7 separate regions of the Mus musculus genome follow, and regions 2, 3, 4, 5, 6 and 7 are each linked to region 1. The links are chromatin contacts, called in public Hi-C, HiCAR-type, HiChIP or PLAC-seq and promoter capture Hi-C maps. All regions are on one chromosome and are shown on one strand. Each heading gives the region's core, a stretch centred on a gene start, on an enhancer-like site or on the middle of the called end of the contact. The rest is flanking DNA. Distances are from core to core; before and after follow the strand shown. Region 1 holds the start of Ralgapa2 (Ral GTPase activating protein, alpha subunit 2 (catalytic)). Region 2 holds the start of BC039771 (cDNA sequence BC039771). Region 3 holds the start of Rin2 (Ras and Rab interactor 2). Region 4 holds the start of Nkx2-2os (NK2 homeobox 2, opposite strand). Region 5 overlaps Rin2 (Ras and Rab interactor 2). Region 6 holds the start of Nkx2-4 (NK2 homeobox 4). Region 7 overlaps Cfap61 (cilia and flagella associated protein 61).

What was found. Promoter capture Hi-C pulls out the DNA fragments that hold promoters and counts their contacts. Hi-C and Micro-C count contacts between places; a contact is called where the count stands out from the background. HiCAR-type assays count read pairs that join an accessible place to other places. HiChIP or PLAC-seq counts read pairs in DNA pulled down with a chosen protein or histone mark. Capture Hi-C pulls out chosen DNA fragments and counts their contacts.
Region 2: a promoter capture Hi-C map of adipose tissue shows a contact between it and region 1. The contact joins the promoter of BC039771 here to the promoter of Ralgapa2 in region 1. A contact is called at or near these places in 2 of 39 promoter capture datasets (the 3T3-L1 cell line and hippocampal neurons) and 1 of 9 other capture datasets (adipose tissue).
Region 3: a contact with region 1 is called in a HiCAR-type map of astrocytes, with 2.6 times the contacts expected there. The contact joins the promoter of Rin2 here to the promoter of Ralgapa2 in region 1. A contact is called at or near these places in 1 of 39 promoter capture datasets (the C10 cell line), 3 of 115 datasets of contacts at active chromatin or transcription factors (astrocytes, large pre-B cells and pancreatic cancer cells) and 1 of 9 other capture datasets (pancreatic islet).
Region 4: a contact with region 1 is called in a Hi-C map of LSK cells, with 2.8 times the contacts expected there. The contact joins the promoter of Nkx2-2os here to the promoter of Ralgapa2 in region 1. A contact is called at or near these places in 12 of 39 promoter capture datasets (the 3T3-L1 cell line, 3T3-L1-derived adipocytes, embryonic stem cells and 5 more), 1 of 15 datasets of contacts at CTCF or cohesin (large pre-B cells), 5 of 484 Hi-C or Micro-C datasets (LSK cells, Th1 cells, embryonic stem cells and 1 more), 6 of 115 datasets of contacts at active chromatin or transcription factors (astrocytes, embryonic forebrain, embryonic limb bud and 3 more) and 3 of 9 other capture datasets (embryonic stem cells, embryonic tail and macrophages).
Region 5: a contact with region 1 is called in an H3K27ac HiChIP or PLAC-seq map of bone marrow-derived dendritic cells, with 6 times the contacts expected there. The contact joins the enhancer-like site here to the promoter of Ralgapa2 in region 1. A contact is called at or near these places in 1 of 39 promoter capture datasets (the C10 cell line), 1 of 115 datasets of contacts at active chromatin or transcription factors (bone marrow-derived dendritic cells) and 1 of 9 other capture datasets (liver).
Region 6: a contact with region 1 is called in a HiCAR-type map of astrocytes, with 2.7 times the contacts expected there. The contact joins the promoter of Nkx2-4 here to the promoter of Ralgapa2 in region 1. A contact is called at or near these places in 1 of 39 promoter capture datasets (the 3T3-L1 cell line), 1 of 484 Hi-C or Micro-C datasets (embryonic stem cells) and 1 of 115 datasets of contacts at active chromatin or transcription factors (astrocytes).
Region 7: a promoter capture Hi-C map of the HPC-7 cell line shows a contact between it and region 1, with 6 times the contacts expected there. The contact joins the enhancer-like site here to the promoter of Ralgapa2 in region 1. A contact is called at or near these places in 10 of 39 promoter capture datasets (the 3T3-L1 cell line, the HPC-7 cell line, frontonasal cranial neural crest and 6 more), 1 of 15 datasets of contacts at CTCF or cohesin (large pre-B cells), 2 of 484 Hi-C or Micro-C datasets (Th1 cells and rod photoreceptor), 6 of 115 datasets of contacts at active chromatin or transcription factors (the 230-238 cell line, astrocytes, embryonic basal ganglia and 3 more) and 2 of 9 other capture datasets (liver and pancreatic islet).

The regions. Positions count from the first base shown.
Region 1 is chr2:146,510,368-146,513,722 of GRCm38.p6, forward strand. It overlaps Ralgapa2 (Ral GTPase activating protein, alpha subunit 2 (catalytic)), which reads right to left and starts at 1,637. Exons shown (of 41, transcript NM_001033348.3): 1 at 1,427-1,637. The coding sequence starts at 1,532.
Region 2 is chr2:145,699,565-145,702,919 of GRCm38.p6, forward strand. BC039771 (cDNA sequence BC039771) reads left to right here and starts at 1,631. Exons shown (of 4, transcript NR_033220.1): 1 at 1,631-1,758.
Region 3 is chr2:145,784,414-145,787,768 of GRCm38.p6, forward strand. It overlaps Rin2 (Ras and Rab interactor 2), which reads left to right and starts at 1,703. Exons shown (of 13, transcript NM_028724.4): 1 at 1,703-1,766; 2 at 1,909-2,001.
Region 4 is chr2:147,182,294-147,185,648 of GRCm38.p6, forward strand. It overlaps Nkx2-2os (NK2 homeobox 2, opposite strand), which reads left to right and starts at 1,790. Exons shown (of 6, transcript NR_030769.3): 1 at 1,790-2,067. Nkx2-2 (NK2 homeobox 2) reads right to left here. Exons shown (of 2, transcript NM_010919.2): 2 at 859-2,264. The coding sequence ends at 1,702.
Region 5 is chr2:145,886,259-145,889,613 of GRCm38.p6, forward strand. It overlaps Rin2 (Ras and Rab interactor 2), which reads left to right. Exons shown (of 13, transcript NM_028724.4): 13 at 1-1,358. All of the region lies in intron 2 of Gm39954 (a long non-coding RNA gene), which reads right to left. Among named protein-coding and RNA genes, the nearest start is that of Gm39954, 6.2 kb to the right of the region's middle. Within about 2 kb of position 1,868, at least 190 of the 459 cell types and tissues checked have an H3K27ac peak or open chromatin away from gene starts, as enhancers often do. A contact at or near this core is called in bone marrow-derived dendritic cells and liver, where this site is marked.
Region 6 is chr2:147,083,842-147,087,196 of GRCm38.p6, forward strand. It overlaps Nkx2-4 (NK2 homeobox 4), which reads right to left and starts at 1,504. Exons shown (of 2, transcript NM_023504.1): 1 at 1,054-1,504; 2 at 35-648. The coding sequence starts at 1,504. The coding sequence ends at 35. Gm34889 (a long non-coding RNA gene) reads left to right here and starts at 1,698. Exons shown (of 4, transcript XR_001783500.2): 1 at 1,698-1,781.
Region 7 is chr2:145,954,645-145,957,999 of GRCm38.p6, forward strand. The region is part of intron 6 of Cfap61 (cilia and flagella associated protein 61); the gene reads left to right. Among named protein-coding and RNA genes, the nearest start is that of Cfap61, 22 kb to the left of the region's middle. Within about 2 kb of position 1,582, at least 10 of the 459 cell types and tissues checked have an H3K27ac peak or open chromatin away from gene starts, as enhancers often do. A contact at or near this core is called in the HPC-7 cell line and rod photoreceptor, where this site is marked.

The DNA of each region.
Region 1 (3,355 bases), core at 387-2,886:
CTGATTTACATTCATTATAAACTGAACACATTAAGTGTAATATCTGGGGATCTGAGATAGTAACTTCAGTTGTCAAAATCTGGTGGGTTTTGAGGGGGAAGGGAGTAGGTTTTGAGGCAACAGTCATGGTTTTGAGTTTTGCATTTGGTTGGTTCATTGGTTGGCTGATTGGCTGGCCAATCCCCCACTCAGAAATAGTTTACACAATATAAATAGAAATAATTAGCAACTCTTAATCTCATTAACAAGAATGCTTAAAATTCTCACCTATAAAATGAATTCTTTTGTGCCCTATTTTCTCAAGTGGCAGATGGTCTAAAATTTTAAAAACACTGGGTTTTTAATTTTTTATTATTGTTTCAACAGTATACATATGTAGAAGAAACCTGTCTTTTCCTTGGCCCCCAAATACAGATAAGTCTGTCCAGACAGACAGAAGATAGAACTAATGCATAGCCTAGCCAAGCTACACATCACCAGCATCAGATAACCTGTGGACACTTCACACCCACAGGGGAGAGCTTTCAAGCCATCACAAGTCAATTCCAGGCCCACTTGGGCTCTGCAGAACCTCCACCCTGCAGGCCATGAATAGGGAAGGCAAAAGGGAGTAATGGTTGTCACTCTGATGATAAGGGAGAAGCTGCCTCCCTGGACCCAAAGAAAGCCTAGCTTCCTCTGATCAGAGCCCCCTTCACACCAAAGACCCAAGGAAACAGCTATCAGCCGGACCCTTCCATCCTCCCTCCCCCAACCCCCAAAAAATGTAAATTTAAAAGAGAGAAGGGCAGGAGAGAAGAAATGACATCTAATCTGTCCTGGGGTCAGCTGAAATCAATCCTACCTAAAGTCTTACACTCAAACATAGTAACATTTTAAAAGGAGAGTGAGTGAGAGATGGTAGTTCAACGAAGTCTGTGATGGGACCACATGAGCTATTGGTCTAACCCAAGTTGTCAAGAATTTAAATTTTTAGAATGGGAGAGGGAGAGGGAGGTGGCAGAGAGGAGGTGGCAGAGAGGTAGGGCTGCGTGTGCGTGTGTGTGTGTGTGTGTGTGTGTGTGTGTGTGTGTGTGTGTGTGTGTTCAAGCCCGCCCCACTTGTGCTTGGTTTATTTCCTGGAGAGGACAGCTTATAGTCACCTCTGTGCCTGCTCTCAGGCACAGAGGTTACCCGAGGCTAGGCACCCAAAAGAGAATCCTGGCTAAGTTTACACTTGGGACGACAGAGCAGCGCCCAGGGCCAACGTACAGCCTTCAGGAACAATGCCTCAAGGGTCCCGATCTAGGCTAGCAAAGGTCGGCTGCGCACCATTCCCAGCTCTCTACATCACTCGGACCTGAGACCCCATCAGGCCCACGCCGCGGGTGGGACCCGGCCCTCCCGGCAGGTGGCTCTGACCCACAGCCCACGCCCCACGCCTCACCCAGCAGCGCCCGCAGGTGCTTCAGGCGGGTCAGCACGTCCTTCTTGGGGTCCAGCACCTTCTGCGTGGACTTTTTCACATCTCCGTGGCTCCTTCGGGAGAACATCCCGCCGCGGTAAGCCTGGGCCCCGCCGGCGGGGCAGGAGGCGCCTGCGCCGCACGAGTCACTGCATAGGGTCGCGACGGGCGCGTGTCGCTCCGGCCACAAGCCGCCCCCCTCCCGGCCGCCTCGCCGCCTCAGCCTCAGCGGAGGCTCCAGGAAGGAGGGGCGGGCCGAACGGTCAGGGGCGGGGCAGGAAGGCGGTGTCGATGCGAAACCCTCGGCCCCGCCCCACGGGTGCCTCTGGTCCGCCCTCCGGCGCGACGCACGCGCACATCCCGGACTGTTCACGCACTAGGAGCCTGAGGCTAGGAACCTCGCGGGGACGCGCGCCCAGCTTCGAGTCTGCGCAGTGACCTCCAATCAGATTGCGGTGTTTTCCATATGACCAGGACCGCGAGCTCCCGCCCCTATATGGGCCGCAAGTGCTCCCGGGAACTGTAGTCCCCACAAGACGAAGCGCAGCGACCTGCTTTCCAGAGTGCTAGATGCCACCCTTGAAACTCACACTCCCTCCCCTCTACTGCCTGGCCTGCGTACCTACCCCTCCCAACCCCCCACTCTCTCACAGACACACACAAAGTAAGAAAAGCTGTAGGACTTTTAAATTTTGAAAACTATTTCTAGATTTTTTTTTTTTTTTTTTACTTCTGGATTCACACTAAGGAGCAAGACAAAGCACGTGTGGCCATGTCAAAATCTGATCTCTAATTTCACACTAAAGTAAATAAATGGCTTTGGTAGCAGAGAAGAGTGGGCCTGTTGTCCAGTGAGGTCCACTCAGTCCCCAAGGCATCTGGAACCCAATCTCAAGTGCAGAGGTCAGTCTTGCCTCTTGCTTTGCGGATAGAGCTCCTGGGTTATGCAAGGCCTCATAGCAATCCAATAACAGAACCAGAAATAGAACCTGAAGGACCTGACTCTCGGGCCAACATGCTTTTTAAGGCCAGATGCCTATTCACTGAAGCAAGACTTTAAGACAGAAGATGCTCAAATGATTTCTTACCAGAAAACTGACTATATAATTGTTTATTATCATCTGGATCCCCAAGGTTTGATATTTTGGCTTTATTAGCAAGTACCTAAAGAGGCACCTTAGAATCACATGTTTTTCATCCAAATAGGCATAATCCAAGAGTCTTTTTCTCTAGTGGAGGAAAGTGCTAGAAATGTACACACCCTTGTATTAAGCTTGGTATTTGATCTCTACAGGCACTCAATAAACTCATTAAGTTAAAAAAAAAAAAAGATGATAAAGCAGCCCTACACATTTCAACTCAGCATGCAAAAACTTCTCCGTTCTGGTAAATTCTATTTTTAGAGTTATCAAAATAGCATGGCTACGACTAAGATATACCCAAAGGAACAGTATTTAGCCAAAAAAACAAAACAAAACAAAACAAAACAGACTACAGACAGATCACCTAACAGCAGAAATCTCACAGACCTAGAGATGTAATCTCCATGCCTAGGATGATGGGAGAGCTGTTGCGCCTCCTGCATCCCCAGATGACATCATAGATGAAGGCCATAATCTCCCCAATTCTGTTGTAAGGGAGAGAAGTGATGCTGTCTCTAACATTACGGCAAGAGTATTTGTCACCATCAGTTTATCCTGTGCCCTGTTTCAGATTTTAAAACACATGTTCACTGTTCCATTCCTTTGAACAAGGACATCTTTTCTTACACTGATTGAAAAAGTAAAATGAATTTATCCCACTGAAATCAATTTTTCTCTTGCAATGTGAGCTCTCATTATTAGCAAACATCTAGTAAAGACCTATGGTGTAAAAACAAGATCCTAAGCCCAGGAAATAACAGATATTACA
Region 2 (3,355 bases), core at 381-2,880, 810 kb before region 1:
TGTGGGAGCATTGAGTGGAGGACACGAGTGTGCAGAGGCTGGGCGAGACAGCACAGGCTACACCAACTGTCAAAGATGAGTCTCATCCTGAGGAAGGGGACTCTGGGAGAGATGGAGGGTGCTAGGAACACTTGCCTCTGGAAACTTTGTGATGTTGAGAAAGTCAGCAAAAGAGATAAAATGGAGGATCCTGAAGAAAGCAAAGGGCATCCCAACAGAGGGCAGACGACCCTGAGAGCAGACCCAACTGATAAAGAAATGACACCATTTTAACACTAGAGGGCGTGCTTGAATCAGGAAACCCAGTCAGCCACCCAGGCGCTGCCCTTGCTTGCACCGGATCTAACTAATGGTCAGAAAAGAAATGTGGTGCAAACCCAGGAAGCAGAAGTGTACTAAGCAGAGCTACAGCCTGAAGAAAATAGAGTTTGAAAGTCAAAGCATTTCCCATCATAAATGTTGTTATCATCTCTTAGGTGTAAACACACACACACAATATCAATCTTTCCCCCCCCCCCCCCCAAGGGAGGCTACAGAGAGAACTCTGTGGTTAAATTCTCTTTCAGAGGATCCAGGTTTGATTCCCAGCACCCAGGGAGCAGTTCACAACCATCTGTAATTCCAGTTCCAGGGCGTGTAAGGTCCTCCCCAAGTGTCCAACATGCAAGTGCTGCACAGACATACATGCAGGCAAAACACTCAGACACATAAAATGGTGATGATAATAATGGACTTAGAAAGGAAAAATGAGAGTGGATTTATAGTCCTCTTGTATGTGGGACTTTGCAGTTGTTGTTAACCTTGGGCTGTGGGGCCGAGAGTAGTTTTCCAATAGAGTTGAACAGCAGCCACCATCCAGCCTAGGTGTTCTCCTGGCCACTGGCCCATCAAGATGAAAAGTCTTAGCTATTGCCCCTCAAGCCTATGGGGCTTTGTGTCTACTTGTACCTGCTAGGATGGAAGAGGAATTTTGCCACATTTCTTCTGAGGATAAATTGAAAAGGAAAAGATCCAGTGATGTCCCTTCTGCTTCCTGGTTCATTCTTCTTACATCTGTGAGCTGCATCCTCTAAGCAGTTAGGTTGTTCCGAGGCCACCATGCTATGAGGAAGCCAACCTTAGCCAGAGAGGCCGATGACAAAGTCCGAGCTACATGGAGAAGCGACCTACTGCTTGCCAGCTGCCAGGCCATGCCTCCTCTCACCCCCCAACCCCACATTCTAACTCCAGCTACCATCTGGCCATGGCCTCATCCGACACTCTCAGCCAGAACTGCTCTGCTAAATTCTTCTGGAATTCCAGACCCTGAGAAACCATGGCAATAAGGAAATGAGTATTGTTTTAAGCCACCGAGTCTTGTGGTCTTATTACACAACAATGGATAATTAGGATGAATAAATCCTTAAGGAATAAAAACGAGTTCCAGAGAAAAACAGCAGCTTTACTTAACAACCTTTTATGTTCGTTTTTTGTTTTGGACAGTTCTCGAAGAAGCTGACAGTACAGAACATGTCGATTTTGGAGAAGAATTATGTCCTTCTTTGACTTGGCTTATAAACTAACCTTTCCCCTGAAGAAGAATTGAGATATTTTTAAATGACTTCCTTTTCCTTTTGTCTTTCTGTTTTGTAGCTGGGAAGGTTTAACTCTCCATGGCTTTTGGCAAAAGATGTGGGACAGATTGTTAGAACCATTCACTACGTCCATGCCTGAGACAAAGGTGAAAGGATGCAGGAATCTGTAGTACATTGCACAGAGGTATGACTGATTGGTTTCTTCCAGACTGGATGTGAGATTTACTACTGAACAAAATTCGGTAGGGTATAGGTGAGCATAGTAGAAGCCCTTGGTTATGCAGGGCCCACCACTTCTCCAAGAGGCTGCAGTTGAGGACATCTTTGACTCCATAGCTTGCTGGAACAAACCACTTCTCAGCCGCCTCGTCTTCAAATTCATCTACATTAAACTTAGTGAAGCCCCGCCTCTTTGAGATGTAGATCTTCCAGCAGCTAGGGAAATGGAACTTGGTTCTAGGCGGGTCCTTAATCGTATGTTCTTTAGAATGTGGCTTGGTGCAGATGGATATGATGACCCAGCAGATGTGAACCCTGGCCACTGTGCCTTGGGGCTTCTCAGAGGCATGCACACCTGTCTGGAGCCTAGAGTCGGGACAGCGTTGAGATTAGAGACAAGAATAACTGCCAGGAAATTGTCTCAAAGGTCCCTTAGGAAAGCAGACTGTGTAACTACCCATGTGGGCAGTGCTGGCAAGTTTTGCTGCCAACTTTAGATGCAACCAGCGTGCTAATCCCAAGGAAACACTTCCCTGAGCAAGTTGCCTCTGAGGCCCAGGGAACCCCTTCAAGTTAGGCATCCTCACAGGATGGAGCCTCCGATGGGTAGAGCTTTGCCCTCCGGACTCCTTTTGCCTTGTCTCAGGACAGTGCAGGGGGTTCTGTGGCATTAATTGCTTTAATAATCTCACTTGCTCTCTCAGCGCCGTCTGAATGCCCTCTTGGCTTCAACTTACTTCTGCTAAATAAGTTAGTGTGTAACTTTTACATTCCATTTCACTCTTGTTCTAAGGACGCAGGCATAATTAAGGCAGCTTCTTGATCGAAATATTATGTAAATGACCCCTATTCCCGGTCCTGGTGGGATCCCTGCTTGCCACTCAACGTTGGTTTTACCTTACCAGTGATTAACACCTGCTATAAAGCTAGATAATTACAACTAGCTGATTTCCTCATACCAACACCTGTACCTTCAGACATCTTCCCTGGGGTTTCAGTGGCCTGCTCTCTGAAAATGTCTTTGTCACCTTTTGTCTATTGCTCCAATCTGTTTTCTCCTGCGGGGTCACCAGAGTGACAGGGACATTTGACCTAAGTCGTCATGTCCTTCTCATTCACTTCATTCTGCCTGTAGCATCCTCTGGTGCTGAGGTCCAGTCTCCACTTTTATCTTTGATGAGAAAGAAATCTCTTCCATCTTAAGTGCTGGCACAGGATTCCTCACCTCCAGTCTCAAATTGCCCCTCCTCCAATTTCAATCTCTTGGTCCCAGACAAACCTCTTCATGTTACAGACCAAGAATAATTCCATTTCAATGAGAAAGGAACCTTTTTTTTTCTTTTTTGAAACAAACCATTTCAGTAGCTATCAAACCTGTTTTTCTAAATATGGCCACATCTTTTGTTTCTGTACACTTTTGGATGGTTCAGGTTTATCACAGTCTTATTAAGAGCGGCACCCAGAATTTCTGAGCAGAATGTCAGAGAGTGGCCTGGACTCTTTTGACCTTTAGCTTCCTCATTGTTAATGTTCCATTTTCTGGATACAGTGTTATCAATAGA
Region 3 (3,355 bases), core at 453-2,952, 730 kb before region 1:
TGGAACAGAAGAAAGAAACTGTTCTGCATGAGGAATGGCGTCTTGGCTCTCTCTTAGCATTTCCTGAACTGCCAGGCTATGTGGAATCTCCTGCCAGGAAAATGTCCAGAGGTAAAAAAAAAAAAAAAAGACAAGCTTTAGGTTTGTTTAAAGTGTGTGCTTCGTGAAAGTGTCTGAGTTTCTGGGTCTAAACGGTTAATCATCTGCTGCCCAGGGTTCCCATCCCTCTCCAGTTCTGAACACAGCGCTGTGTTTTCCCTCTGGAGTGGTGCCAGTCTATGGACGTTGCTAATAAGGATGGGCTTCAAAGGCCCTGGAGCTGGACTTCCACTCCGATGCTGAGCCGGGAGCGTGAACCTCTGGAGTCAGCAGGATTGCCGTGAAGCTTGCCATCTCTCCAGGAGGGTTTTGGATCACTGTCCTTCATCCCAGCAGGATCACAAATGGAACAGGATGCCAGAGAGAAAGTGACCAAGACATGGAGCAACAAGTCAACTAGAGGAGGTTTTGAAAGGAAGGCTAGGTGCGTGAGATGCTGTTTTGCCTAGATGAGATTCCACACCTGAGTCCAACCTAACAGCTCACTGTGGGTGTGGGTTGAGAGACAGTTTGGGGGGCATCAAAGGAATCTCTACAAAGTCTCTTGCTTTTACACTTGTGCATTGCTCACTGGTAGACTTTGCCTTTCCCCTTGTTAGACTGTCACTAGCGCTGACCTCAGCATCCAAGTGTCTGATGCTGGCTCTGTCATCCAGGCTTTGGTACCTCACCACTTCATGCCTGCAGCCCAACCACTTTTAATATTCCTTAGTGATTCAAGTGATGTTTGCACTTCCTACTTTCTGTGTTGCTTGTGTCTGCAATATGCCCTGGCTTGTACATGTTATAGCAAGTGGGTTGAAAGGCATGTTTGTGTGTGTGTATGTGTGTGTGTGTGTGTGTGTGAGAGAGAGAGAGAGAGAGAGAGAGAGAGAGAGAGAGAGCCAGCCCTTTGTGAGATTTCTGTTTAAACCTGTACAGTTTCACTGGCTGTACAGTTTCACTGGGTAAGTAAGGCTTTGGGGACTTCCCTTGCCACCCCAAGACACACCTGTCTCAGCCAGGTCTCTTGCACCAGGTGTGTGTACCCAGCTAAGACTGAAATGAAGATGGAAGTCTTTGCAGGGTGTGTGCAGATATTACTGGTTTCTGTCCTAGGAAGGGAAATTCCAAGCATGATAGTCTCGGCGATGATTCAGGACCATGTTGTTATCCTGCCTTTAAATTTTTCCTCTGTGTTCCAAAGTGAGCCCAAGCCCTTGGATGATCCTGGAGCTGTTTACATGCGTCCCCTTACACAAATGAGCTCTGTAAACACTGACTCTCTGGGCTGCATCCCAGTCCCACTGGCTTCTAAGGGGGGAAAAAACAGAGGGATTTCTCCCTAGTGCCCTTCTGCTGACCTTGCCTGCCCGGGAGGAGAGCTAACTGAGGGAATGCTGACCTCACTCCCTAACAGCAGGATTTCCTGGGACATAGAGGGATCCATTCTTCTGCGATCTGCCATATGAAATCTATAAGCTTTCACAGCAGATTATGGGGACAACTAATATTGGTTCCTTTTGGACTTCAGCTTGGGGTCAAGCAAACACACAAAGCCATCTTTATGCTCCCTGAAGTCCTGAAGACCTTCTACGTCAGCTGCTGGCAGAGGGGGTGGGGCAGCGAGGTGGGGCACAGTCTAGGAAGAGTGCTGGCCGCGGCAGGAAACCGGGCTGAAAGGAGATGTAAGGGCTTTGGTGGGAAATAAATGGCACAATGTTGTTGACGGAAAAAGATCTTGGCAGGACTGTTGTTGTGAGTGCTCTGTGGCTTAGAAAGGAATTTCCTACAGGCTCCACTAACCATTGAAAATGTCTCTACCTTCAGGAGTCCCCGGCATGTTGTAGAGCCTCGCTGGGGGAAATGTCAGCGTGGACCATGGGCGCCCAAGGTCTGGACAAGCGAGGAAGTTTCTTTAAGGTAAAAGGAAACTAACTGGATTTGGGATCTCAGCTCTGCTCCCTCTGCGCGGCAGCCTGAGGAGCTGCAGGCACCCGAAGCTGCAGGCTGGAGCTTAAAAGCCTGCTGGCTAGACCAGCTGGGGCCAGGGGAGCTTGCCTGTGAGCACGGTGGTGCTCAGCGGGCTGGGGCTTTTGTGGTTTAATAGTTCCTCACTGGCTGGGGTCTGGGTCAGAGATGCCACACGGTGAGACCCTAGAGGGGCTCTGAAGTGGTGTGCTGTTCAGGCTTTTTAAGCTAGGGAATTTCAGGATGAAAGCTGGACTTTGATTTCCAAAAAATTAATGGTGTGAGACCAGTGTATTCGTCTGACTGAATCATTAAAGAGCAGAAGAAAAAGCAAAGCAAAGCAAAACAATGATTCCAGGACCTCACTTTAGGCTGATCAAATGTTAGTTTCTCAAACACTCAAAGGTTTCTTATGGTGGGGCAAGGGGAAGACAAGATTAAAGTCATACAGCTTGTCTGTTTCACGTGGGCATTGCTGGGGCTAAAGTAACTTTCTGGTTTAATGAGAGATTTTTTTTTAAGGTTATTTTATATGGAGTGCGTATGTTTAAGATTTGATGGCCATTTCTAATGTGAACTTGCAAATTAGTTTTCCTTTTGTGGCTTTTTGACCTGTTTATTCATATCCTCAAATAAATGCAAATTTATTTTGGAAAATCCTGACTCACACCTCACCCCCTGCCCTGGGGATTGGGGGGGGGGGGAATAGACTAAAGGAAGTTAAATGTGCACATGAAGTGTATTGCAGTCAGGTGTCCCAAACAATGGTCCTTGTCCCCAGAGGAGGCGCACCAAGGAAACCTTATTGCTTTATTACTGAGAAGGGGGGTGGGGGGAGTGCTTGTGGTTAGTAAATCCAAAGCCCTTAAGTGTTCATAAGTATGTATGTGTATCTGTGTATGTATGTGTATCTGTGTTTTCTATTTCCAAAGAGATTGAGACTGATCATATGTCAGAGGTTGACCCTAGAAAATCCATCAGAAACCTTGTTGATAGAGCAAGCTTTATTGAGCTTATTGCTGAAACGAGGGCCAAGAGTCTCATCAGTGTCTAAGCCAGGGACCCCTGGGAGGTGCGTTGGTAGGTTTTGGTTGCTGAGTCCCAAGTCCTTTAAGCTGAGTTCTCCAAAGCAGGGTGTAACTGGATTTTAGTGAAGCTTGATAGTAAGCAACATCTCTGATTGGGTTTTAGCGAGGCGTGGGAGGGAGTGTCTCAGAACTGGTAGACAGAGGTGAGTCTTGTTGAGTAAACCATTGACTAGCATGCTGCTCTCCCAAGTGAGCAAACTTTTGAGACTTCCTGCAGC
Region 4 (3,355 bases), core at 540-3,039, 670 kb after region 1:
GGCCAGAGGGATGGACAAGATGGGGCATCAGTAATGAGAAGACTGCATTGCCTAGGATCCCCAGTCGCTCTACTTCCCTGGCTCCTGGGACTAAAGAGGAATGACCAGTTTGGAGGAAGGCGCCAGATCTGGTTTGGTCACCCAGGGCTCAGCCAGTTTCTAGAGACAGGCAAAGCCTCAGAAACCTTAATGTTAGCTCTCCCGCCCTTCATCCCAGCGCTCAGGACTCGAAGAGGTCAACTAGGCCTCAACTTGGTACGCAGATATTGAGAAAGTGGTGCAAAGAGAAAGCCATCAGACTCAATCTCAGACCCCCCCCCCCCGTCCCCTTAGCCAGAGGTAAATTAAACTTAACAAAGTGATAGCCATCAAGTGTAGTGGTTTCAACAGCTTTTCAGGCTGAAGGAGCCACTCAGAGATTTGGGCGAGTGAGGGGGGCTTGCTTTCCTTGTTTGGCGCTACCCAAAGTCACTTTCCCTCCCCCTGTTGGGGATTCAGAGAGTGCACAGAAGCCGGAGAGCGCCAGGCCAACAAGGACTTTGGACCACTGGCTAGCAGGCTGAAGGCCAAGCTGCTCTGGTCCTGCGCGGAATCGTTTGGGTCAGCCCGCCTGAGGCCTATCCCGTGCACTCCTCCACTGTCTGGATAACCCCGCGGCCACTGCGCTGCGAGAGGAAACGCCAGAACTAGCCCAGAATACAGCCCTAGGCTCCAGATTTGAGGTTGACGCCCCTTCCAACTCGGCCCGGGAGGGAAAGTAACAAACTCAAGAACTGGGCTTGGTTTTGTGTTTGTTTGTTTTTTTAAACACAGGATTTTTATTAAAATTCTTATTTAAAAAAATCGAAAGCTTTCAGCGCCCGGCGCTCTTGGGGAAACCACGTGAAACTGCTGAGTTCCAAGCTCCGATGCTCAGGAGACGAAAAAGGGGGCCCGGGGGTGAGTTCCCTACACATATTTTCCTTTTTCATAGTTGAAAAATGTTTGCACTGAACAAATTAAAAATAAAAATAAAAATAAAAATAAAAACCCGCTGCAACTCAAACATAACCCACCGAAAACAAACGACAAAGAGAGGCAGGCCCGGTGGGGATACAGGCCCATCCAGAACGTCATTTGGCAACGATCACTAGCGATATTTACAACGAAGAGCGAAATTTGCCACCAGTTGTCAGAACGTGTACATGGCCATAAATATTTAGCATTTTCTTATAAAAAAAGAAATCCTCTATATTTTAAAGTGTTCTCCACTTGCTTTTAGAAGGCTGACAATATCGCTACTCACACAAACATAGTTTACAAAATTCACGAAAGCAGTGCGGGGGTGGGGTGGGGTGGGGGCCGGTTGGTCCTTTCTCTTTTCAAGTGACAACGTTAACGTTGGGATGGTTTGGTCCCCTCAGGGAGAGAGAGGCAAAGAAGCAAAGCTGCACAAACATTCTGTAAACACGGCTTAGAGTTCTATCCTCTCCAAAAGTTCAAAGGGGAGAGCGATGGGGCAGAGTCAATGGAATCTGCCACTCGGGGAGGCACAGGCAACCTCCCTGTGCCTCCTCAACTGAGTCGAAAGTCAGACTCGACTCTATAATAATAATTATAATAATAATAATAACAACCGTGGTAAGGATCGAGTCCTCCTCGCCACCGGCGCCGCTGGGGTGGGGCCAGGGCCTAAGGCCTCCAGTCTTGGAGGGGCGGCGCTCACCAAGTCCACTGCTGGGCCTGGACCAGGGGGTGTGCTGTCGGGTACTGGGGGGTGCTGGCCGAGCTGTACTGGGCGTTGTACTGCATGTGCTGCAGCGACTGCGCGCTGTAGGCGGAAAAGGGGATGCCTGCCTGGAAGGTGGCGGCTGCCAGGTCCTGGGCTTTGAGCGCGTGGCACGGTTTGCCGTCCCTGACCAAGACCGGCACTGCCACACGGCGCGGCGAGGGCAGAGGCGTCACCTCCATACCTTTCTCCGCCCGGGCACGTTTCATCTTGTAGCGATGGTTCTGGAACCAGATCTTGACCTGTGTCGGCGTGAGACGGATGAGGCTGGCCAGGTGCTCGCGCTCGGGCGCCGACAGGTACCGCTGCTGCCGGAAGCGCCGCTCCAGCTCGTAGGTCTGCGCTTTGGAGAAGAGCACTCGGCGCTTCCGCTTCTTGCCTGCGTCCCCCCCGCCGCCCTGGGTCTCCTTGTCATTGTCCGGTGACTCGTCAGCCGAGGGCTCTGGGGATTTGGAGCTCGAGTCTTGGGGGGGAGCGCTGGCCGCCAGCCCGTGCACTGGGTGGGGGGGGGGGGGGGAAGAGAAGCGCATCAGGCGGCTGGAGGCCAAGTGCCACCTGGGTCACCCGGAGTCCCAGGGCTCTTCCGTGGGCCCTTGGCCCACTGGACCAGCCCAGACCCGCTGCCTTTGCAGCAATCCCCGCCCGAGTAAGCCGTCGGGGTCTGCTAGGGTTCAGAGGAGAGTCTGCGCAGCGGGGGCTCTGAGGCATAAGTTTCTAGGGGTTCCCACTATTCAGGAGAATTTAGTGCGAAGCGCAGAGTGTGGACGGTCATTGAGGGTTAAGGGCTCTGGACCCCTTAAACAGTTTCCTCTTTGGAGAGACGTGGGCAGATTTTTAAAAGGAAAACCTCACAATCCCAGCATTGATGGGCTTGGCGGGGTAAACCAGGTTTGGGGGGCTTTCGCTTTTGCTTTCGGACTTTCTGGATGGACACCCACACCCGCCGCTGCACGCACCACATAGTTTTTCTCTTTCTTTCTTTCTTTCTTTCTTTCTTTCTTTCTTTCTTTCTTTCTTTCTTTCTTTCTTTCTTTCTTTCTTTCTTTCTTTCTTCCTTCCTTCCTTCCTTTCTTTCTTCCTTCCTTTCTTTCTTTCTTTCTTTCTTTCTTTCCTTCTTTCTTTCTTTCTTTCTTTCTTTCTTTCTTTCTTTCTTTCTTTCTTTCTTTCTTCTTTCTTTCTTTCTTTCTTTCTTTTTTCTTTCTCTCTCTCTCTCTCTCTCTCTCTCTCTCTCTCTCTCTCTCTCTCTCTCTCTCTCTTTCTTTCTTTTTTTTTTACAATCATGCAGGGGCAGGGATGAGCTATTATACCCCAAGCCTCCTCCACCCTCTACTGCTAGCCGGACCCTGACCAGGGATCCCTGCTCCAGAGAGCAAAGCCAAGTCCTCTGGGCCATCTGAGTCCAGGGTACTCCGGCCAGAGCCATAAGTCCGGTTGACATCTCTAGCCAGCTTTTAGAAAGCGTCTCTCTTGTCTTTTGCTTTAATTTCTCCCGTAGAAAATATATGGCATCAGAGACTGGGAAGGGATGTCTACCGAGGAGGGAAAAGGGCATACTAAGCAAATGTTTCAAAATCTAGGGATCCGGGA
Region 5 (3,355 bases), core at 618-3,117, 620 kb before region 1:
TAAGGTACAAACTCTTCTCTTGGATTCGATAGCAGCTGTTGACAAGACTGTCCGATGCAGTTCGTCAGGTCCCTCTCAGCTTTGTGGATGGCTCCATCCTTCCCTCTTGCCCTTCTTTTGTCCATCCTTCATCCTATACTTTTTTTTTTTTACAAAGAGCCTTTGTGTTTTTATATATTTCATAGAAAATTTTATAGCAGTTGCAGGTAAACTGTCAGGATTGGTTTTTAAAATATTTTTGTAACTTTTAAAATATTCTATAAGTATGCATGTGATTTAACATTTAATATTTGAAGATAAATCTCTTGCTGGATTTGAGAGTACTGCATTTTAGACGCCTCATAGATAATCTCTCTTCTATAACTGGATATTTTCGGCAAATTTGTGGGGAGAGACTTCTGGTTGTCTTAAAGAAATCCCTGACGCTGGCCACAGGCTGCCTTTGAAAAATCGGGTGTACTGTTGTTACATTGTTGTTACATTGTTCACTTTTAGCGGTGTATTGTTACATTGTTCACTTTTAGTGCTGGTGTCTGTTTATGTTTTTAAGCAATCGAGGCTGAGAATTAGAAGAGAAATGAATGTAGAGAGAGGTAGAGAGAGAAACACAGACTCTAAGGGGGGGACTGAGGAATGTAGTCTGCAGGTTCAGGCTCTTCGCAAGACGTTGGAAAAGGAGTCAGTACTGTAAAATATGTGCTGCGGTGAGCTTTGACAAAGATCTGTTCCATATGCTATCTGCTTTGGGGAAAAGTAAATCAAGGATAACGATCCCTCTGACCCATTTTGTAAGCCGACACTAAGGACATCCATTTATTTGGAGGCAGAAACCAAGTCATGTATAATACGAGTTTAGTTGAGTTCAATGAGATGTTGATGGGGAGAGAATGCACTAAAACCAAAACCAAACCAAAAACAAAACAAAACAAAAAACAAACCTTCTGTATTTGGTTGGGGCATGGTAGAGCTAACATTCACACACTAGCATGCTGGGTTCCATCCTCAGTGTGACAAATAATGAGCAAAACAAGCAGAAAACATGGATGTATGGTGAAGTTAGACTTATGTTGTATAAGATGAGTTTATGGACACACGTATTCCAGAAGGGTCATACATCAGTGTAATACAGATCATTGCAAAACAAAAGCAGAAAGCCATGTTACTATCCTGTGTAAGGATGTTCAGGCATCTGATCTGGAGGACCTCGTACCCTGTACAAGGCTTTTGTTGTCCCAGAACCCTCCCTTGGCACATGCTGGGTTGTGCTTCCTTTTGTAAATGATTTTCAATGGAATTTTGCACATAATACATTGTAATACTGTACAATAATCCTATGTAAAATAATTTTTGCAATATTCTTCAGTTGTCTTTTTTGTTGTTGGTGGTGGTGGTGGCAGCTATTTGTTTGAGTCAGAATATAATCATGTACCCAAAGATGCTGTGCAAGTGTACATGACAGTGGCTGGGGCTTGGTGGCCTCTGCCTTTTACCATAGCACCCAGGAGGCAGAGGCACATGGATCTCTGTGAGTTGCAGGCAAGCTGTGCTACATAGTGAGACCCTGTTTCAAACATCCAGGGGCGCAAACACACATGTGTACGCATGCACACAGTACACAACCATGAACTCCACGTTGATCTGGTAGTTTTGAAGAGCAAATAGGACACTGCTCCAAAGCTTATGGACCAATGGAACAGAAATCAAAAAGCGAAGAGAACAGTTGGTCCATGGCCCACAAGTATTTGCACGATTATCCAGCCCAGTACTTGGCTTAGATGGCTCCAGAGCAAATCACAACTGATCTGAACTCAGAGCCAGGCAGGGTCCTGCAGACAACTCCTCCCTGTCCTTAGGCAACCTCTGCTGTATCCTGGCTGAGAGTTAGGATTGCAAAATCTGCTAGCATCGCAGGCCTGATCCTCTGCTGGGTGTTCTGGGGATTGCAGCCATGCGACTGCTAAGTGCCCATTGCATCCCTGTGGATAGGGAGAAGGGAAGTTCAGAGGGTTTCTGGGATATCCATAAGATAGCTACTTCAGAGACCAGAAGGAAGGCTGACTGAGCTTGCTTTCAATGTTTGGAGCGAAGAGACACTGCTCGCGACATCTGTCCAGTTGCCCTCCCAACTCTGCAAATTTAGACGATGAGGCTGTCCTTAGGCTGAGGTACTCCTCTTAGATTAAAAGCGGGTCACGACATCCAAATTAGGCAGTTCGAGCAGGCCCCGTGAGAGCAGAGTCAGAAAAGCTAGAATGAGCAGAAGAAAACATCACAAGACTTGCCCTGGTTTGTCATTGGGCAATGCTTCCCTGGCAGAGTTTCAACACATGTGTCTTCAGTTTTCCCCCCACGCAGGCATTTCTCACTTCTCAGTTTGTCAGGAAACAGGCCCTGGTGGAGTTTGGATAGGGTAAGAGCAGAGTAAAAATATACATGCTGGACGGAGGGAGAGGAGGGTGCACTTCCAGACCTAAAAATATCTTGAATGGCAGCCAGAGGAAGGAATTTTGTTTTTGATGTTGGACAGACTGCCAACTATGACCCCCTTAGGGACACAGAAAAAAAAGAAAGAAATGGAAATTGTTAAGGTTGTTTGTATCATGTGGAAGTTACTTTAAATCTACAAGCAAATGCAAACTAAAGGAAGGAAGCTGGGCCTGACTGCTTCCATTCACAAAGGCAGCCTCACTGCCCTAGCAGCTCTGACCTTCCTCTTCTGGAAGAAACATGAAATAAAAGGGGCCTGTGGTGTTTAGGAGCCTGGCTCTACCCTCAGGTGTCTGGGAAGACTCACACAGGTGGGGATCTGTCTATGTGGGACACGTGGTGTAATTGCCCAGAAGTGTCTGAGAACAAAATGGCGACTCTCTGTTTTCAGACCATTCGAGTATGGGTAAATTTGAGACCCAAATGTTGTTTGCCATTTGGTGATCCTTAGTCGTGTGGGGAAGATGACCTTCTCCACAAGTCACATTACAGTGCCGAATCACAAGCAGATGGCGGGAAAGGAGAGGGAGGGAAGAACTGGCATTTGTTTCAGGAAACATGTTCCATACTGAAAAGGGTCTGTGTTTTAGCATCAATGAGTGGGTAGCAGCTGGCCCAGACTTCCACATGAATATTGACTCTGTTGGGGAAGGAACCATAGGGAGTTTAAAAGAACAAAACAAAACAAAACAAAAAGAGGGAAGCATATTTGGAGTTAGGAGTGTAGCTTGATAATACAGGGCTTGTGTAACATACTCTTGGTCCTGTGTTCGATACCCAGCATGCACTGCACACGCACGGCTACCCACCACTCCTCACTCCCACCTGTACCCCCCACACACACACACACCCACCAGGAACTCACTCA
Region 6 (3,355 bases), core at 254-2,753, 570 kb after region 1:
ATCCTGCGAGTCGCAGGCAGACCCTCGGGGCTCATCACCACGTTCTGCCATAGAGCAGGTTGGCGCCGAGCACGCCTCCGCCGTAGTCCCCGGTGGCCGCGTCCAGGGCCGCTAAGCCGCCCCCGGGACCATGCAGAGCGGGCGGGCTGGGCGACAGCTCCTCGAGCTCTGGCGCGGGCGTCGGGGCTTGCGGCTGCTGGCCTCCCTGGCCAGGCGTCGGGGTGCCCGCGCCGTTCTGGCACGGCTTGCCGTCCTTCACCAGCACCGGTACCGCCACGCGGCGCGGCGACGGCGGCGGCGGAGGCGGCGGGGGGCCCAGGCCGCCCTCCTGTTGCAGCTGCTGCGCCGCCTTGTCCTTGGCCTGCCTCTTCATCTTGTAGCGATGGTTCTGGAACCAGATCTTGACCTGCGTGGGCGTCAGGTGGATCATGCTGGCCAGGTGCTCGCGCTCGGGCGCCGACAGGTACTTCTGCTGCTTGAAGCGCCGCTCCAGCTCGTAGACCTGCGCTTGCGAGAAGAGCACTCGGCGCTTCCTTCGCGGCGCGGCCGCGTGCAGCGGTGCCAGCGACTTGGCGGCGTCCGCGATGCCGGTCAGCGAACCCATGCCGGCCACGTTCACGCCCGCCGACGGCCCCATGAACCTGGAGACTGGGGAGGGGGCCCAAGAAGGACGGCCGGTGAGCCCCGGGCCTGCGAGAACCGTTCCCGCCGACGCCCCGCTCGTTTTAAGTGACGGCACGGGGCCCCCGACTGGGTCGCGGCGTCCCACGAGCGCCGCGGCCCGAGCCCCACTCCCTCCGCGCACCCGGGGGCCCGGTGACCCCCGTGCGCCCCAGGAGGTTCCCGAGAAACCCCGCGAGTCCCGGGCCGCCCCGCGCGTCCCCAGCCTGGCCCCAGAACCCCTCGCGAGCCCGAGGCCGCGTGCCAGGACCCCCCGCGCGTCGACCCTCGGGCGCCGCTGACCAGGACGCCAGCACCCTCGCGCCCCGGCTGTGGCGGGAAAAGCCCGCGCCGCCAGCCCGCCCTCAGTCCCGCGCGTCTGGCCCCGCTCACTTGACGAGTAGCGCGGGTCCGTGTTGGCGCCGTACCAGCCGGTGGCCGCGGCCGCCGCGCCGCCCCGCATGCCGTCCGTGTAGGCGGGCAGCTCACCCATGTTGCCCAGGCCGCCGTTGCAGTAGCTGCCCATGGCGCTGTGCGGGAACTGCGAGACGCCGGGAGGCATGTGGTAGGTGGCGGCCGCCGCGGCCGCCGCCGCTGCCGCCGCTGCTGCCGCCGCCGCGTTGTGTCCGGCCATGGCGTGGGGCGGCTGCATGCCCGCCGCCACGGCCGCCGCCTGCGAGGAGGGGCCGCTCGGTGGCGCGCGGTAGGCAGCGGCCCCCAGGGGCGCCCCCAGGCCGGGCGGCGCACCGTCCATGACGCCGCCGAACTTCTTGTAGGTCTCCTCGATGGGGCTCAGGATGTCGGAAACGGAGAAGGGCGTCGTGTGCTTGGGGCTCAACGACATGGCTCGGCGGACGGCCAGGTAGGGGGGCCCGGGGCGGGCGCGGGCGGGACGCGGCGGCCGCTCGTCGCCGCCGCCGCCACTTCGGCCCGGCGGCAGCGCCAGTGGAGAGCTGTCCGCGGCGCGGCGAGCCCCCGAGCTGCGGGATCTCGGGTTTATTTTAGTCCAGTGCCAGGTTTACGACAGACTCGGGGGGCGGAGCAACATCCCCAACGAGCAAACAATGGTCATTGACATCTTTTTCTCTCACCCCCCTTCCAGATAACGGAGGCAAAAAAAGGTAAAGGGCCAGTTGGGTGTTTCTGGAAAAGATTGCCCCCCTTTCTAGCTCCATCCTTCGCGCTTCTATCCGGGTTACCTTTAGCCCTAGAGAAATAAAAACTCAGAGGCCACTGAAAGAGCCACGCTTGTTTCATGCAGACTGTGAGTTTTCCTAAAGTGACTTTGTGGCAAAGTTCAGTAGAACGTCGAGGGGTGGGTGTGTGTGTGGGGGGGGGAGGACAAACAGCTGTTAAGTTTGGGAGGGGGATGCTTTTCAGGGCTCTCTTCCTTTCTAGCTATCAGCCCCTCACTGGCTCCATCATCTAAAGTGTTAAAAATAAAGGGGGCTCTTGGGTCCCACCATAAGAGCACATAAAGAGGAGAGGTACAATGACCGTCCTCTGCCATTGTAGGGCTCTCTAATTTATGCATCGTTAGATCCTTTAAAGCGTCATTTTGTAGGCAACCTAACGGACACTTCCAAATTAGCTCAAAGTATACAAATCCAAAGAAGAGGTACAGCACGCAGAGAGAGAGATGCTGACTTGTAAGTATGGTGCTCCTACTCTCAGGGTAGAAACTGAACAAGATGAAGTGTATTTGCTAAAAAAGTTTCATATTTAATTTGCACCTTCATTACCGCTATATTTTCTTTGTCCTCATCCCCAGAATCTGACTTAGGGTTTATTCTTCTGTCACTATCCTGATATGAGAGAATGAGGGAAAGAGAAAAAGAGGGAAGGGAGGGGGAGGGAGGGAAAGATGGAGGGAGGGAGGGAGAGAGAGAGAGAGAGAGAAAGAGAGAGAGAGAGAATTCAAGTATGTCTACTTGTTTGTAATGGATCTTTTTGGTGGTGTTGGGAAAATAACCTGTTTAAAAAGTATCAACGTTGATGTGGATGCAGAAAGCAGGTTAAAACGACAGCTCTCTTGAAAAAATTCAAACCCATAAGCTGATTTTTTAAAAAAAAAAATTCGTTTCTTGGTATACAAATGTTCCTGCATAACAAAGAACTTATACTTTATGAACTTACAGTAAGTGCAAGACAAAAGACAAAGAAGTGTGCAGGTACCAGTAAAATTGGAAAACATGGGGATGAGCAGGGAAACAAAGACACATTTTAAAAGTTTTCCTCAAAACTGGAGTAGAAGAAAGAAAAGTGTTTCTTATGCAAGATTTTATTGTATCTAAAAACAAAGGCGTGACCACCAAAGTTTAACCTGGACTCACATGCCGTGGAGATCTGAACTGCTCCACATTCTCTTTTTCTTGGTTTCAGCCCTGTGGTGTGAATGCCCTTGATGGTTTTGTCTTATTATTTTAGTCAACATCTGTGTTCATTTCAGTGTCCTTTTGCAAAGAATCTGCCTGTTGTAGGGAGAAAAAAAGACCATATGGTCACTCATGGAAAGAAAATGACAACCAGAATAGTGGTTAATATTTTAAAACACATACTGTGGGACAAAATGCCAGGTCCTAGCAGTTGTTTATAGACATCAGTTACTGTCTTAACAAGATTAGTGTTGCTACATTCTGACACAATGCTACTTTTACAGGTCTTTCCTGGACTTGGGACACTTGAGCTAGGTCAC
Region 7 (3,355 bases), core at 332-2,831, 560 kb before region 1:
ATTATGAATTATCATTTTCCAGAGGAATAGTAAGACTTACTCATGTTCTCCAAGACATTTTTTTTTCCATTAGAAAAGTTGTTTATAAATACAGTGCTCAAAGTGCCATGCACACGAGCAGCCTATCAAAATGATCCATTTTTTATTCCTTTTAGTAAGGTAATTTCTTTGTGGACATACTCCCTGGTACCCTCCCTCCTGTTGAGGATATAGGTAAACAGGAGAAAAGACAAAAGCTGTCCTCAGTCTAGCACCTGGCTCCTAGGCAGCTGTGATAAAATACCCTGACAAAGCAAATTAAGGGGAAAAGATCCTTCTAGTTCACAGTTGAAGACTACAGCCAGGCGTGGCAAAGTAAGGCAGCAGGGGCTTGAAGCAGTGGTTACACTGTAACAGAAGACAGCAGGAACTCCTGTTACTGCCTGGCTCTCTTTCTAGGTTTATACAATCCAGGATCCCAGTTAGGGAATGGTGCCACCCACTGTGGGCAGGGCTTCCTACCTCCATAAATATAATCAAGATAACCTTCTCCAGCTGTGTCCAGAGACTAACCTAACCTGGATAGTCTCTCACAGCTGTGACCAGAGAGTTACCTTTCAATGATGCTAGAGATATTGTCAAGTTGATAGTACTAACCCTCAATTACAGCAATCGATAGTTCCTATCCCATCTCAATTTCTCCCTTGGCTTCTCATCCTCTCCTTTTCTTTCTTTCTTTTTTCCCATTTTCCTCTCTTAAGACTTTGTAGCATGGGCTATGGCCTTCCAGTGGGGGCCCACAAAGCTAGAAATAAACCTTTAGATAACTTGTCGTGATCATCAGCCTTTGATGGCTTAACTGTTCTGTTTGCTCACACCACAGAAAATCCGAAGGACCAAATCCCAAGGGGGATGTTGTCCCAGTGTAAAGAGACGAGGAGGGGGCATATGCAATAAGAGGAGGGCACAGTAGTGAGTTCAGGTGGAGACAGTGACACAGACAATGCTTTTGCCTGAAGAAGGTATAGAAATGTAGGGCTGGAGAGATGGCTCGGCGGTTAAGAGCACTGACTGCTCTTCCAAAGGTCCTGAGTTCAAATCCCAGCAGCCACATGGTGGCTCACAACCATCTGTAATGAGATCTGACTCCCTCTTCTGGAGTGTCTGAAGACAGCTACAGTGTACTCACATGTATTAAATAAATAAATTAAAGAAAAAAAAAAAGAAATGTAACGTTTTTAAAACCCCCTATCCAAAATGAACAGATTGGAGTTTTAGAACTTGTGGGTCTAAAATCTTGAAACTTTGTGTGGACCCTACCCCCTTAAGAGCACTAGAAACACAAAGGCATTATTGCACAGCGTGGTGGAGTAGGCGTGGCCGCACGCCTCTTAAGCCACCACATTACTCTTATTTTCTCCACATTTGACATCTGTTTCATCAGTAGCCACTTGCACTGATAATTAATGGTGATGAACACAGTTCTTAAGACAGTAAACCAGGGAAGGGTTTGGGGATGTAATTAGCCCTCCGCTATTTAACTAGCAACATATTCAGAACCAAATGAATGAACACCGTAATCCCTTCTCCTGTCTCTTTGATTTAGCCGCGTGGAAAACGATGCTGTAATCTGCCCTTCTACTCAGACACTAATTAAGGAAGTTACTCTTCCCTGTCTTTCATTATGTTGGAAACAAAGCAAAGCTGCTACTGGACACACCTTTAAAAACTACAGTGTGCTCAATTAATCTTCGGTGGTGGACGTGAGATGTTCCCGGCTTAGAAAGACTGGCTTGGCCTTGGAGCGGTGGTGGTAGAGGGGTTTCTTTTCCGGGTCCTTGTGGGTTTAAGGAAGACTAAGTCAAGAGAAGGGTTATATGCTGTCTGGTAGTGTTGTGAAGTAGCTTGAGGTTTCCTGCCTGGCATCCTGCCTATTTAAAGATGACTACAGTTAATCATGTGGACTCAAATAGATGAAAATTTTCTTTATCAGGAGAGAGGAAATCAGGAGCTCTGTAAATGTTTTAGGAGATAAAGATGTGTTCAGATTTGATTGTTACAGTTGCACACTTGTACCAAAATCATCACACACATCTCACAAGTGTGTATCATTTGTATTAATACAAATTTAAGACTTTAACCTTTAAAAGGCAAAAAGAAAACATTTAAAACAAGCTTTTTTGTTTTGTTTTGTTTTTAAAAACGACCTTTCTCAAGGCCAGCTTGGCCCACAAATTAAGTTCCATGAAAGCCAGGGTTGTTACACAAACCCAACCAAACGAAACCAAACCAAAAAACCCAAACAACAACAAAGACCTACCTTTCATTTCCTGAGGCAGTTACTTTTTAATAGACAAAGTTCTGAATGTATGTCCCTGCACCATGTGCATACCTGGTACCAGAAGAAGGCATTGGGTCCACTGGAGCTGGAGTTCCAGATGGTGGTGAGCAATGGTGTAGTTGCTGGGAATTGAACCCGGGTCCTCTGGGAGAGCAGCCAGCACTCCTAACCACTGAGCCACCCCTCCAGCCCCAGAAGTTAGTTTTACGAGACATTTGATGGTCTCACGCTTTTTTCCAGTTTGACTTCTAAGCAGCTCCTGGGGATTTGATGTTTTGACCTCTAAGTTAAGAGGATCCAGGCCCATTTTAAAAGGAAATGTAGAACAATTACAGCATTTAGCCGGGGCTTTTCTTGTGCCCCGGGAAATTTGTCACCAGTCCCCCTGCCAGACATGGTTTGGTGGACAGTCCTCCAGGAGCTGTAGATTGCCTTTGTCAAGATTGGCACATGGACCCCAGCGGTCTGGATGATGGGAACTTACATGGCCTGCTGCATGCTTTGAAGCCCTTCTAATCACTCAGAACGTCTGGAATTTTAAAATCCACCTCACTTAAAAAGATCACATTTTCCAATGATCCGAAGTTAACTGACTCTAAACACCAGTTTTAAAGTTCTAGAAAGGACCATGTAAAGGATGGAAGTTAATTTCCATAAGAAGACCACTAGAGGGCACAAGAGATCTTGGAAAGGAAAGGGTACTTCTCCCGCCTCCGCTGCAAGAGGATGAAAAAGAAACATATAGTTGGCAACAACTTTTATGTTGCCCTGTCCTATGTTGAGACACTGTTCTTGATGAAAGCATGATGTGACAAAGCAAGCTGTATTCTTTAGAACTAAATTGGATTCTTCCTTTTTTTTTTCAAATACACTACAGTAAAATGTATTTGTGACATTTAAAGTAGCAACTTCTTTTAATAGTATATTTTTAAGTCTAACTGGAGAGTGCAGCCTCTTTAGATAAAGAAGAAGCTTTGAGGCCAGCAGAAGGGTCTGGGACGTTTCTTGGACATGCAGGCTGCCTTTGTGCTGTTC